Regions from separate parts of the Danio rerio genome. Here region 1 is linked to region 2. A link is a contact called in public Micro-C data. All regions are on one chromosome and are shown on one strand. Each heading gives the region's core, a stretch centred on a gene start, on an enhancer-like site or on the middle of the called end of the contact. The rest is flanking DNA. Distances are from core to core; before and after follow the strand shown.

Region 1 (7,401 bases), core at 3,384-5,883, 38 kb after region 2:
TCTCTCTCTCTCTTTTATTGTTTTATTTGTTTCCTCCTAAATGAATTTACACAATGCAGCAATATTTCAGTCCGAGCTTCAAAGCGGAGCAGGCCACATGATCTCATTGTAAAGTTTTTGCTGTGTCGCCATCAGGATTAACAGTGTTTGACCCACTTAGCTTTATAGACGTGTGAAAACAGATGCCTGTGCGCTCCGATGGTCATTATGAAGAGGTTCGATTCATTTTTCTGCGCCACCACATTTGGAGGTGTGCAATCTCGAGGCACTCACAGCCGTTTTCTATTTACACTGGTGGTTAAAAAAAGGTGATTTAAATTAGTGGGTTTTGCTCCATGACCCAGATTTGTGGTTGTTAGTGAGCTGCAATCTTAACACCATACCAAAATGAAAAGTGCATTTATGCCGTGTGTATTTTTGGTTTCCCGACTGCACATATATTTGCGCTTGGACATATTTGCCTTTATAGTTTATTTTTTGCAACATTCAAGGTAAACACATATGATATGTGAAGTGTATATTTGACATGCCTATGTGTATTACTTTATGATATTTGTAATTTGCTACTTTAGCTGTGTATATTTATTGTTCGTTAATTTGTTAAGTTCATGTTATTTTTTTAGTTTGCTTTAATAGCTTCTCCTTATTTCACAGTTTTTACTCTTATTTACTTTATACACACACACACACACACACACACTCTCTCACCGACCACTTTTATTAGATACACCTTACTAGTACCAGGTTGGACCAGCTTATTGCCTTCAGAACTTCCTTGATCCTTCGTGGCATTGATTCAACAAGGTACTGGAAATCTTTTGGTCCACATTGACATGATAGCATCACGCAGTTGCTGCAGATTTGTCAGCTGCACATCCATGATGCGAATCTCCCGTTCCACCACATATGAAAGGTGCTCTATTGGATTGAGGTCTGGTGACTGTGGAGGCCATTTGAGTACAGTGAACTCGTTGTCATTTTCAAGTAACCAGCCTGAGATGATTTGTGCTTTATGACATGGCGCGTTATCCTGCTGGAAGTAGCCGTCAGAAGATGGTAAACTGTGGTCATAAAGGGATGGAAATAAAAGATTTGTGGAGTGTTTGATAACTTATATTTTATATTCCTGAAAGTATGTAGTTAGTTGTTTTATGGTTTACATAATTAAAAGAAAACAAACAATTTTTGAATTTTTTTATTTAGTTTTTTGTAGTTTTTGTTTTGTTGAGTCATGTGTTGTTTTGTTCTAGCTTATTTTGTTTTGTTGTAGTTTTTAGTTTTATTTAATTTTTTGTTGTAGTTTAAGTTTTTTTAAATTGTAGTTTTTTTTTGTTTTGTTTTGTAATCCTAACACAAAATTATTTTATTTATTTATTTATTTTATTTGACTTTTATGTTTTTTTCTTTTTTTTCTTTTTTTAGTTAGTTATTCAATTATTTATTAATATTGTTTTTAATTGTCTAAACCATGCACAGCTATAAAGTTGCATTTTATTTAAATTAAATTGTATATTATTTTTTATCCATATGCACACCGAAGTTGTTGCTTTATTTTATTTGCATTTTATTTTATTTTATTTTTTTTGTATTTTATTTATTTTAATTTATCAACCATTTCCAAGTATGCATTTATTTTATTTTATTTATTTTTGTTTTTGTTTTGTTTTAGTTCTTTTTGTTTTGTTGTAGTTTTAGTTTTTTCGTTTTATTTTCGTTTTTGTTTTGTTGTGTCATCCTAAGACAAAATCATTTAATTGTATGTTGAATTTATTGTTGTTGTTTTTTTATGCACGTCTTGTGTTCCCATTTTAAGGTCATGGCCCTTCAGATTATTTTGATTTGCAATATTTTATGTTCCAGAAGGATGAAAACCTGAAGGAATGCTTGCAAGTTATCCGGAAATCATAGATTACTCATTCATATCCTTCCATTAGCTGTTTTATTAAGGCCAAACCCCATTACTTTGTACATCTTGATAAGTTCATAAACCTTTTCATATGGAACAGTTAAGAGAGCTAAAGTAAAGTTCCACTTTGCTCCCATTACTCTGTCAGTGAGAGAGATAAATTGTCTGCTTGACAGCGTGACAATGGGACCTATTCTATAGAAGCAGGGGGGAAAAAAAGCCTGAAACCTAAAAAGAAACAGGCCTACTTAAAGAGGACGTAATTAGACATGGTCTGTTCAGCAGAAAGTTAGTGCTGCCTGCAGATTGGCCAGAATGAAGGACAAGGGTATTTTATTTTTATTCTATTATTCTATCAAAATTTTTTTCTGCACAAGTGTACAGTTATTTGGATTTTATTTCAATTTATTTTTAAATTATTTTATTATCTGCACAAGTGAACAGTTGCTTTATTTTTATTTAATTTTTTAATTTAATTTAATTTTGTTTTATTAACCACGCACAAGTAGAGTTAGTTGCATTAAATTAAATAAAATTTTATTTTATTTATTTTATTTTATTTTATTATTGTTATTTAATTTAATTATTTTAACTATGCACAGCTATACTTTTAGTTACATTTTATTTTAATTTATTTATTTTAAATATTATTTTATTATCTATGTGCACGCGTTTACAGTTGCATTTATTTTGTTTTATTTTATTTATTTATTATTTATAATTATTTGATTTTATTGTCTTAACTATGCACAACTACACAGTTAGTTGCATTTAATTTAATTTATTATATTATTAGTTTATTATCTATATGCACAATTTATTATCTATATGCACAAATGAACAATTGCATTATTTTATTTCCTTTTATTTTATTAACCATTCACAAGTATACAGTTAGTTGCATTTTATTTTATTATTTTATTTTACTTTATTTTATTTTATTGACTATGCACAATTCTACAGTTAGTTGCATTTTATTTTATTTTACTATTTTTATTTAATTTTATTTTAATTTTATTGTTTTTTCTTTTGTTGTCTTAACAATTCACAACTATACAGTTAGTTGCATTTTATTTTAATTTATTTTAATATTATTTGATTATCCATATGAGTGAACACAGCAGCACGGTGGCGCAGTGAGTAGCACAATCGCCTCACAGCAAGAAGGTCGCTGGTTCGAGCCCCAGCTAGATCAATTGGCATTTCTGTGTGGCGTTTGCATGTTCTCTCCAAGTTGGCGTGAGTTTCCTCCGGGTGCTCCGGTTTCCCCCACAGTCCAAAGACATGCGGTACAGGTGAATTAAATAAGCTAAATTGGCCGTAGTGTATGTGAGTGTGTGCAGGAGTGTATGGGTGTTTCCCAGTTTTGGGTTGCAGCTGGAAGGGCATCCGCTGCGTAAAACATGTGCTGGATAAGTTGGTGGTCAATTCCGCTGTGGCGACCCCAGATTAATAAAGGGGCTAAGCCGAAAAGAAAACAAATGAATAATTGAACAACTGAACAGTTGCAATATTTTATTTTATTTATTTTATTAACCGCACACTAGTATACAGGTAGCTGCATTTTATTTTTTATGTCATTATTTATTATCATTGTGTTTATAGGCTTAACTGTGCACAACTATACTGTTAATTGCATTTTATTTTATATTATTAACTATGCACTTCAATTAGCTTCAATTATTTGTATTTTGTATTGATATTCTAAATACACACATGTAAATAACAGTGTTATATACACCTGCATACTTAGTTTTATTTATCAACCATTTTATTAGTCTATTATTTTATTAGTTTATTTAATGTCTATAGTTAGTTTAAATTAATTTTAAATTTTTTATTATATTTTTTCAACCAAGCATGCAGTTAGTTTAATTAATTTAATTTAATTTAATTTAATTTAATTTAATTTAATTTAATTTAATTTTATTTTATTTTATTTTATTTTCTTTTATTCTATTTTCTTTTATTTTATTTTATCAATCATTTACAAGTTCGCAGTTAGTTTTATTTATTTATTTTAAGTTTCTTAATTTAAGTTAATTTTATTAGTCTATTATTTTATTAGTTTATTTAATGTCTATAGTTAGTTTAATTTAATTTTAGATTTTTTATTATATTTTTTCAACCAAGCATGCAGTTAGTTTAATTAATTTAATTTTATTTTATTTTATCAATCATTCACAAGTTCGCAGTTAGTTTTATTTATTTAATTTAAGTTTCTTAATTTAAGTTAATTTTATTACATTTATTTATTGTAGTTGACTTATTGTATTTATTTATTTTATTTTATCTGTACAAGCACACAGTTAGTTGAATTTAAATTGATTTTACATTATTTTATGATGTTTTCTCAATCAATCTCAAGTACACAGGTAGTTACATTTAATTTTATTTTATTTGTAAACAAGTATACAGTTAGTTACATTACACTTACTCAATTTAAGTTAATTGTATTAATTTTATTACATTTATTTATTGTAGTTGAACAACTTTTATTTTAGTTTATTTTGCTAACACATTATTATATATATTTTTACAATTATTTTAAGAAAAGAAGAAAAGATCTGATCGTTTCTCAGCTTTATTGAATCAGACTTGGGCAAACAGTGTAAAGGAAGCGTTTGGTGAATGTTGTCTGTTCGCTCAGTCAGAAAGTGCAGGATCCAGAGCTCTGCCAAACACCAGCGCATCTGTTCCCCAGATTCCCTCTATAACCGCGACCCTTCTGTTATCCTCTGCCAGATCACAAGCAAAGCTCTTGCTGCAATTTTATAAACTAATAATGTAAGCAAGTCTGCCTGGCCAATTCTGCTTTACTGCCGTGACGCATTACAGTGGGATAACTCTCCAAAATACAGTATTTACAATTGCGCAAGCTAGAGTGTTTTACAATATGCAGTTGAATAAAAGTCATGAGCCCTCCTGTGAAATTTTTTTTTCTTTTTCAAATATTTTCTACATGATTTTTAACAGAGCAAGGAACTTTTTCACAGTATTTCTTATAATATTTTTACTTCTGGCTTTTTTTTTGTCAAGCACAATCACCTGTATAAGGCGCACTCAAAATTGCATAATGTTTTAAGGTTTTAAATAAACAATGGTTGACAACAGTTGAAAATAGATGGATGGATGATGATGATGATGTTATTATTATTATTATTATTATTATTTATGAATAATTATTTTATTTTGTTTAGGTTTTATTCTATTTTTATTACATTTTATTTTAATCAAAAATAACTTCTTTTATTTGGTGAAAACTGATGGATGATAATATTAAAAATATCAATAATAATAAATAATTAATCAAAATATTTTTTATTTTATTTACATTTTAATTTAATTTAATTTAATTTCTTATAAAATTTTAATTTATTTAATTTATTAAAAAACAATTGTAACTAAAATATTTTATATGGTTGAAAATGGATGGAATGATGATGTTATTATTATTAGAAAAATAAATAATAATTAATTAAAATATTTTTTATTTATTTATATATTTTTAAGTTTTATGAACAAATGTATTTTATTTTATTTTAATCAACAATAACTTATTTTATTTGGTTGAAAATGGATGGATGATGCTATTATTATTATTATTATTATCAATAATAATGATAATAATAATAATAAATATTAGGATAATAATAGGATCAAAATCTTTTTTATTTAATTTACATTTATATATAATAATTTTTTTTAAACATTTTAATTTTAATTAAATAAAAATTTTATTTTATTGAATTTAAACGGTTGAAAATGGCTGGCTGGATGATGATATTATTATTATTATTATTATCATTGTTATTAAATAATTAATAAAAAATACTTTTATTTTACTATTGTTTTTTTTTATTTAATCCTATTGAGGTTTTATTACATTTTAATTTATCTTAATTTAGTTTTATTCAAAAATAACTTATTTTATTTTATTTGGTTGAAAATGGATGGATGGATATTATTATTAATATTTTTATTATTATTATTATTATTATTATTATTATTAATGTATTAAAAATCTAACAAAACATTTTAGTTTACTTTAATTTAATTTTAATCAAAAATAATTTATTTTATTTTAATTTATTTTGCTGTTTAATGTAACATACATACAGGGAGGAAAACCATTTAAAAAGGCTGAACTTTTACTACTCCTCCAACCTTGCTGATTGTGTCCGTCTCACTCTCTCTACAGGATGAAGTTATCGCCGTGTCAGAGAAGGTGATCGTGAAGTTGGAGGATCTGGTAAAATGGATGGTGTCAGATTTGCGGAGCTGGAAGAAGGGTCTTCAGGCCGTCCCGCTGAAGCCCGGTGTGCTGAAGGAGCTGGGCAAGAATGGCCAGCGAGAAGCCCTCCACAAATACAGAGAGTCAACGCTCAACAGCGGACTCAACTTCAAGGACGTCCTCAAAGAGAAGGCTGAACTCGGTAAGAGCAGCTTTTCTCTTGTTACTCGCTCTTCTGTTTGCCACGCGATGCCATTCTACATCAGATGTACAGTTGAAGTTAGAATTATTAGCTCTCCTGTATATGTTTTCCCCAATTTATTATTCATTAGTTGCTTAAAGGGGCTTATATTTTTGACCTTAAAATGATTTTAAAATATTAAAAAAACTGTGCTATGTGCTATGATAATCTGGTATTTGAATGAATTTGACAAATTATTAATTATTTAATTATTTAGCTTTTTTATTTTACAACTTAACTCCATTTTTAAGAAATTAATTTTTTCGATTACAAAATTATTTTTTATTTAAATATTTATGTACTTATTTTTTCCCTTTTTTATTTTACAACTTAATAATATTTTTAGGAGCCTTATTTTTATGATTACAAAATGTGAATTTTATTTATTTATTTGTTTATTTATTTATTTATATTCCAATTTCCTTTTTTATTTTACAACTAAATTGCATTTATTTTAGTTTCTACTCTTACAAATTTGTTGTTTTATTTAATTATTTATTCACTTATTTCCCCCTTTTTTTTACAACAACTAAATTTTTTAGAATTTTTTTTTGATGATTACAAACTTATTAATTAATTTAATTATTTATTTACTTCCTTTTTTTGTTTTACAACAACTACATTTTAAGGATTTTTTTATTACAAATTAATAATAAATAAATTTTTTATAATTATTTATTTAATTATTTCCTTTTTTATTTTGCAACTTTACAGTTTTTAGGATTTTTTTTGGGACGATTGCAAATTTATTATTTTGTTTAACTATTTATTTTCTTATTTTCCTTTTTTATTGTACAACTTAGGGAATGTACAACATTTCTCAAAAATTCATAAAACATTTCTTAATTAAGAAGTTTTTTAATTCTTGCTCATTATTGGACAAAAACTATGAAATTATATATATATATATATATATATATATATATATATATATATATATATATATATATATATATATATTTATTTATATATTAGGAAGTCTTATTTAACTAGTTACAAATAAGCATTAATATTGTGAAG
Region 2 (7,091 bases), core at 7-2,506:
CCTCAGTTCATTTGGGTTAAGCTGTTATATGAAGCATGAATGTGATCACATCCATAATCACCAGCTGCCCCTCGTGACTGGAGATAAAACATTGCATAAGACATAAAAATAGCTGACGTAAATGTTACATCCTGTAATTTAGGCCATATGCTACAACTTTTAAGGGCACAGCCATACATTACGAAATCCAGCAGCAATAACTAACATGACAAAACCCTCGACGCACGCCCGAACCCCGCAGAGCGCATATAAATGTTTATAAACACGACGGAAATGTATTGGCTTTATCTGTGTAAATGTTCAAATCGTGTAATTAACATAAAATAGTTCCTTTAAACTACTCTAAAACTGTAGTTTTCGATAAAAATCTACATATATGCGTGACTAAAAGCTCCATCAACGGTCTTTGATTTGTGATTTCTCTTATCAAACGCATCTTCTACCGTCGCGTTTGTTCGCCTTAAGCACACAAGAGGGGTGCGATATTGCTTTTCTAGCGCTTCTTAGCACCGCGTTCATATCACAGCGGCCATAATGGCACCAATTCAAAGGACGATTTTAATGTTTCCATTAGTCGCGTTTACACGCGCTTGATACATTTCTACAGCGTTTTCCATCATAACACGCGCTTCAGGATTGTGAGAATCCCGATAACACCTCTCCCCATCCGGACTCCTCCGCGCGCGTCGGCGTAGCCGCGTTAGTAAAACGATTATATGAAATGATTATTGTACAGTAAATGCAGTGGAGAAATAAAAGGAAGAATCTCTGCAGGAAATGTTTCTGTATACTCATACAAACCTCCTTTTACGCAGGTCCTGGCAGGTAGATAATGGCATCATGGATGATATTATTAAATATCTCCTTCGGGTGCGCATCTAAAAATTCAGTCAATTCGTAAATCTGCTTTGCTTTCGAAGCACTTTCAAAATGAGTACGAGGTTATTTCGAAAGATCATCTCATGATTTTTAAAAACACCTTCAAGGCGCTGACAGACACCACACGAGCCACTCTCTATTTGCATTCACGAATTTAATATGAACGCGCGGGTTCATAAAATGAACAAAAATAATCGCAAGCGGAATAATAGAGCCTTAACAAATATTAGACACCAATTTCGGACATTTTATGTGAGTTTTCTTTGCAGCGTGCGCGTTTCATATTGAAGGTCGCCGCGTTGAAGAACGCGTTGATATTTTGTCCTTCCAGGACCTTCTGTGATCCATTCAAGCCAACAAGTTTGGAGAGAATGTTTGAGTTTAATCAATTCAGAGCGACGAGATGGAGCCCAACTCACTCCTGGTAATATCATCCACTCCGCTTTCATTTCAGCCTCTAATAATATCAGCACGCGCGCGTATCTAGTCCTGTGTAATGCTAGGGAACCAATGGAAGAAAGTTTACCATGAAAAAAGTTATTAATTTTTTTATTCATCATTCATATTCAGCTATAAATGTGATTTATCATGTGATCAGCAGGAATGCTGCGCTCGCCTCGCATCGCGCCTTATATCAAATGTGTTAGTTTATGTGTCGCGGAATATAAATATGGCATGTCTATTTGTGTTTCCGCAGTGGGTAGGCTCACCTTGTGGTTTGCACGGACCTTACATTTTCTACAAGGCGTTTAGATTTCACCTTGAAGGCAAAGCGAGGATTTTGTCCCTGGGAGATTTTTTCTTGGTCAGATGTAAAGCGGGGGACCCCATCTGCATAGCAGAACTACAGCTCTTATGGGAGGAAAGGACAACCAAGCAACTTCTATCCAGCTCCAAACTTTATTTTCTCCCAGAAGATACCCCCCAGGGCAGAAATGTCACTCACGGAGAGGTAATGTCTCATGTTTTCCCAGCTTTTTTTCTCTCTCTCCATGAAGGGCTCCGTCCCCTTCGCGATGTGTGTTTATTGTGCTGTGCATGAAATATGAGTCGCGCGCGGCTTTGCATCGCATCTATTCCGCTGTCTGAGATCACAAGACATCTAATGCATCGCGTTTAATAATAGACGCGCAATCATAAGAGAGGACCCTTGTGTTAATTTCGCCTGTGCGCTCATTTGCATACGAGCGTTTAGTGCATGCATCTCAAGGCAGCGTGCGGCGATGAGAATGATGCCATTGTGTGAAGTTGTCACATCAGTGTTTTGCTTGTTTCATCTGATATACAATAGTGCGGAAACTGAGCGAGGCGAAAAGCGCCTCGTTGTGGCGGTGCGATCTGCTGATTGTTGATAAAAGAGTGTCGCTTTTAGATCAAGGCGACAAATAAATAACGCGAGCGGTCGACGCGAAGTGTACAGTTGCCGCTGTAATGAGGGGGAATATTTCTGGCAGACGGTCTGAATGTGCGAGCTGAACTAATACCAATATGCATTGATTAATAATAACGGCACGCTGATCAAGCAGCTGCGGTGCTTTAAAGGGAGCGAGTGACATTTATGAAGGTTATTATGTCAAGGTGCTGCAGTCTCATTTCAAATGATAGATGTATACATATTTATATAAGCTGAGATGTGTTTGCCCGATAGAAATGCTCTTTCTGGGGATTTAACCCTTTGATGGGCTGAAACATTGTTCCTCTACAATGGTGTGTTTGTTTTTGCTGCTGTGCGTTTACGTAAGTAGGGTTTAAATGAGATTAATTATTGACGATTCTTGCGATTGTTTAGTTTGAAGCTGATTGTTTTTATTTTGTATTTACGCTGTTTTAGACATTTTATTATATACTTGTTATTTTGTTAATGGGATGTATTATTTTAAGTGGCAATCAGTTATAATGTGTTATATGTGTGTTAGTACATTTCTATAACACATTTTACAGTCATTTTTGGTGATACTTATTTTTGTACTTTATGTACCAATTGGTTATTAATCAGCAATAATAATAATACTAATCTGAAAATGTCAACCAATAAAAATGGTAAATATGTTGCTGCTATTGTGTATTGATTCTAATCATTCTAATGGTAATTTTTATTGAAGTGTTCTGCATTGAATAATTTATGCAAACAACTCATTAAAAATGTAAATATATGCTGTAACAGTATGTTTTATATATATATATATATATATATATATATATATATATATATATATATATATATATATATATATAAGTTAAGTTTATATAAGTATTATTTAAATGTTATAAAAATTTATAATTTAAATATTTTTGTATTTTTTAATATTATTTATAGTTTAAATGTATACCTTCAGCAGATTAAATGCATTAATTTTAAATGATTATATTAATAAAAGAAATGCACATAAGTTAAAATAGAAAAATAATTAGCCAGGTTAATTTAATATCCAAATTAATTGTAAATTAATTTCAATTAAATAATTAAATAAATTAATTAATCTACTCTATGTAGACAATCATATAATTTAAATTAACATATTAAACATATTTATTATTATTATATCAGAAAATAACAACTATTATAATATTATATTAATGTAGTGATATTTATAAATTATAGATACTATTTTTATATAAAACATTATGTATTTGATAGGTTATATTATTTATTAAGTAAATATTACTATTAATTTTTAATTATTTATTTTTAAAAAATTAATATAATTACATTTTTGACAACACATTTTTAAAAGCTTAATAATGAAACCTGCTTGGTTATAATGCAAAGCCAAGCCAGCATTGTGCTTTACCAATATTATCCCAATTGCTATTTTAACAAAGCAGCAGCAGCTGCGGTCTTTACACAGCTAATGTAACGAGGTCTGTACCTGTTTTATCTTGCACTGCTCATGTAATCACCGATCCCGAATACAAAAAAAAGGCAATCTGCTGTGTGCGAACCTCTACCATTCTGTCCTCCCCCCGTGGAGTGCAGGATCAAATAGCCTTTTCAAAATAATCAACAGGTTCTGTGTGAAGCCCTGCCGAAATGTCAAGGTTACTTTGCTGAACTATTATCAATATTAGGTGGAAACATAAACTGTTGGCAGCAGCGACCTTGAAAACATGCTGTTTACACAATGTAACGAGGTGTTGTTGAGGAAAAGCATTAGTCTTAATGCACTGTTTGTTCAGTTGATCAGAGCTCTGTCCTCCTTCCAACTTGCCACCGGCTTCCCTCCATTCCCTTCCCCCACGCAACAGCAATGCCAATTATTTGCTTTTCAAATTTATTACGCATTCATGACTGCTGATCTTGAAACGGCCTGCGAGATAGGATTACTGGCCAAGGACAATGCACCGCTCTTAGGTGTACTTTACAGTTCTTTTTTAATGAGAATATGCCAGATTGTTTTAGCTGTTAGTCATTTTTTGGGGACTAGACATGTGCCAATGATTAATAATAATATTAATAAGTATATTCTTATTACCTCCGAATACTTATTTCTTATTTAGGATGTCTTTTAAAAGGGACAGTTCACTCAACAAATGAACATTCTGTCATCATTTACTCATTTACACTTGTTCCAGACCTGGGGTGCGTTTTCTAAACAACAATGTAACTCACGGCTGAACTATCATATTACTATGCATCGTTTGGGAAAAGAACTATATAGTGACAAGTTTTTCCAAAACCTGTAGTTTCTCTGTCGCAGATCCATCGCTTGAACCACGTTCGTTATATCGTAAAACGCCCATAATGATGCTCTAATCTGGGTGGCGTAACTACTTCTTTAGAGAAAAACCCCATAATTTTTTTGTGCAAATGATATTGTTTTGCACGCACATACATTTAAAATTAAATCCAATATTAGTTTTGGTAAAAACATGCACTCGCTTTCCATATTAACTGAAATATATGTAAATGGCACATAGGGCCTGTGTTTGCTTTACTAATACTATTGAGAAGTTGAACATTATAAATTTTATTCTAAAACACAAAATCACTTACAAAAGCTAACACGTATTCTAATATCATATAAATCATATAAATAAATAAATAAATAAACAATGAGGCTATTTATTATAAAATGAAATGTAATATTTATTATTTATTAGAAATGAAAAAAAAAAACTATAAAAATACTTTGATAATAAAATTAATAATATTAATGATGATGATAATAATAATAATAATAATAATAATAACAACAATAATAATAATAATAATAATAATTAAAACAACAACAACAATAATAATAATAATAATAATAATAAAAGCAACAACAATAATAATAATAATAATAATAATAAGTAGGATATTGTTTATTTATTTATTTGTTTATTTTTTTTTAATAGTCTACTTTTACAGTTTGACTGTTGTAAATCACTGCAGAAAGTTCTAACCAGCAGACTCATGTCATATACAGTACAGTTACATAATAAGTAAATTAAAATAAAATAATTAAGGTATGCTTTTTGTTTTCACAAGCTTTGGAGACGTAACATAAATTCCGCTTTTAAATAATATATCACCTATAGCTTTCGCCATGGGGCTGTTAAAAATGACATCAATGTCAAATTGCACTGCGAAGGGAGCACAATTGTAAACATGAAGATCGCTAAAACTGAACTGTAAAAATAGTTTGGAAGCAAATTACGCCTAAGACAGATGACTTTAATGCTTTTTTATTTTTAATAATTCCAACTTTAAATGGTAAAATGTTCTAAATGAATAGGGCATAGGGGGGATAAGTGGGAATAGAACACAGCCAGGAACTATGTGTCTAACTACAGCTCCAGAGTTGTAGTTGCGAGACCTCAAGTTTGCGATGCAGTTTGCCAATGTTCGTTGGAGTGTCGGATTTGGGTAACGGCAAATCAACAAACTATGTTTGTAATGACTGAACTTGCCACCTTAGTTGGCTAAAGATGGTTTTGGGAAACGCACCCCTGATTGAGTTTTTATTCTGTTAAACACAAAACAAGATATTGTGAAGAATAATGGAAAATAAGCCATTGACTTCCATAGGATTTGTTTTATTCTTACTATTGGTGATTGTTTACAGAATATCTTGTTTTGTTTTCAGCAGAAGAAGTAAATTCATAGAAGTTTACCGCCTCATTAGTGTGAGAAATTTTCTTTGGTGAGGAAAGTGGTGATCTGTCCCGTAAGGGGTGATTAGCACTGTCACCTCACAGCAAGAAGGTCGCTGCTTTGAGCCTCGGCTGGGCCAGTTGGCGTTTCTGTGTGGAGTTTGCATGTTCTCCCCATGTTCGTGTGGGTTTCCTTCGGGTGCTCCGGTTTCCCCCACAATTCACAGACATGCGCTATAGGTGAATTAAATAAACTAAATAGGCCGTAGAGTATGTGTGCGAATGAGTGTGTATGGATGTTTTCTAGTATGGGTTGCAGCTGGAAGTGCATCTGCTGTGTGAAACATATGCTGGATAGGTTGGCGGTTCATTCTACAGGGTGTAAATCTACCCTGATGAATAAAAGGGTTAAGTTGAAGGAAAATGAATGAATCTGTCTCTTTAAGAATTTTCAGATGTGTTTACAGTGGTGTTCATCTCTACACCAAATGCTTTAAATATTTCACTGGTTATAAATTTTTTATAATAAACTCTTTAACGTTAATCCAGCCTATGATATGTTCGAGATTAGGGCTGGGTGATGTGACAAAAATCTTTTATTATCATACAAGACAAGTCATCATATAATTTCCTAAAAATATGTAGCACACTATGCATTCAGTCAATTGATAGTTTATAAATACATTTGAAGTCAGAATTATTCGATTTTTTCAACACATTTCGAAGCATACTAGTTTTAATAACTCATCTCTAATAACTGATTTATTTTATCTTTGCCATAATGCCAGTAAATAATATTTGACTAGATATTTTTAAAGACCCTTCTATACAGCTTAAGGTGACATTTAAAGGCTTAACTAGGTTAATTTGGGTAACTAGGCTTTGGGTAATTAGGCAAATCTTTGTATAACGATGGTTTGTTCTGTAGACTATCGAAAAAATAATAATTCTTAAGGGGGCTAATAATATTGACCTTAAAATTGTTTTAAAGAAATTCAAAACTGCTTTTATTCTAGCTAAAATAAAATAAATAAGACTTTCTCCAGAAGAAAAAAACATTATCGGAAATACTGTGAAAAATTCCTTTCTCTGTTAAACATAGTTTGGAAAATATTTGAAAAAGAAAAAAAATC

The links. A called contact is a pair of places that touch in the nucleus more often than the background predicts.
Region 1: a contact with region 2 is called in a Micro-C map of caudal fin, with 2.8 times the contacts expected there. The contact joins the enhancer-like site here to the promoter of arid5b in region 2. A contact is called at or near these places in 2 of 18 Hi-C or Micro-C datasets (caudal fin and an unstated tissue).

What each region holds. Positions count from the first base shown.
Region 1 is chr12:8,720,103-8,727,503 of GRCz12tu, forward strand. It overlaps arid5b (AT-rich interaction domain 5B), which reads left to right. Exons shown (of 10, transcript XM_073918238.1): 3 at 6,108-6,342. Among named protein-coding and RNA genes, the nearest start is that of arid5b, 37 kb to the left of the region's middle. Within about 2 kb of position 4,634, at least 3 of the 62 cell types and tissues checked have an H3K27ac peak or open chromatin away from gene starts, as enhancers often do. A contact at or near this core is called in caudal fin, where this site is marked.
Region 2 is chr12:8,685,075-8,692,165 of GRCz12tu, forward strand. arid5b (AT-rich interaction domain 5B) reads left to right here and starts at 1,257. Exons shown (of 10, transcript XM_073918238.1): 1 at 1,257-1,303; 2 at 1,577-1,831. The coding sequence starts at 1,283.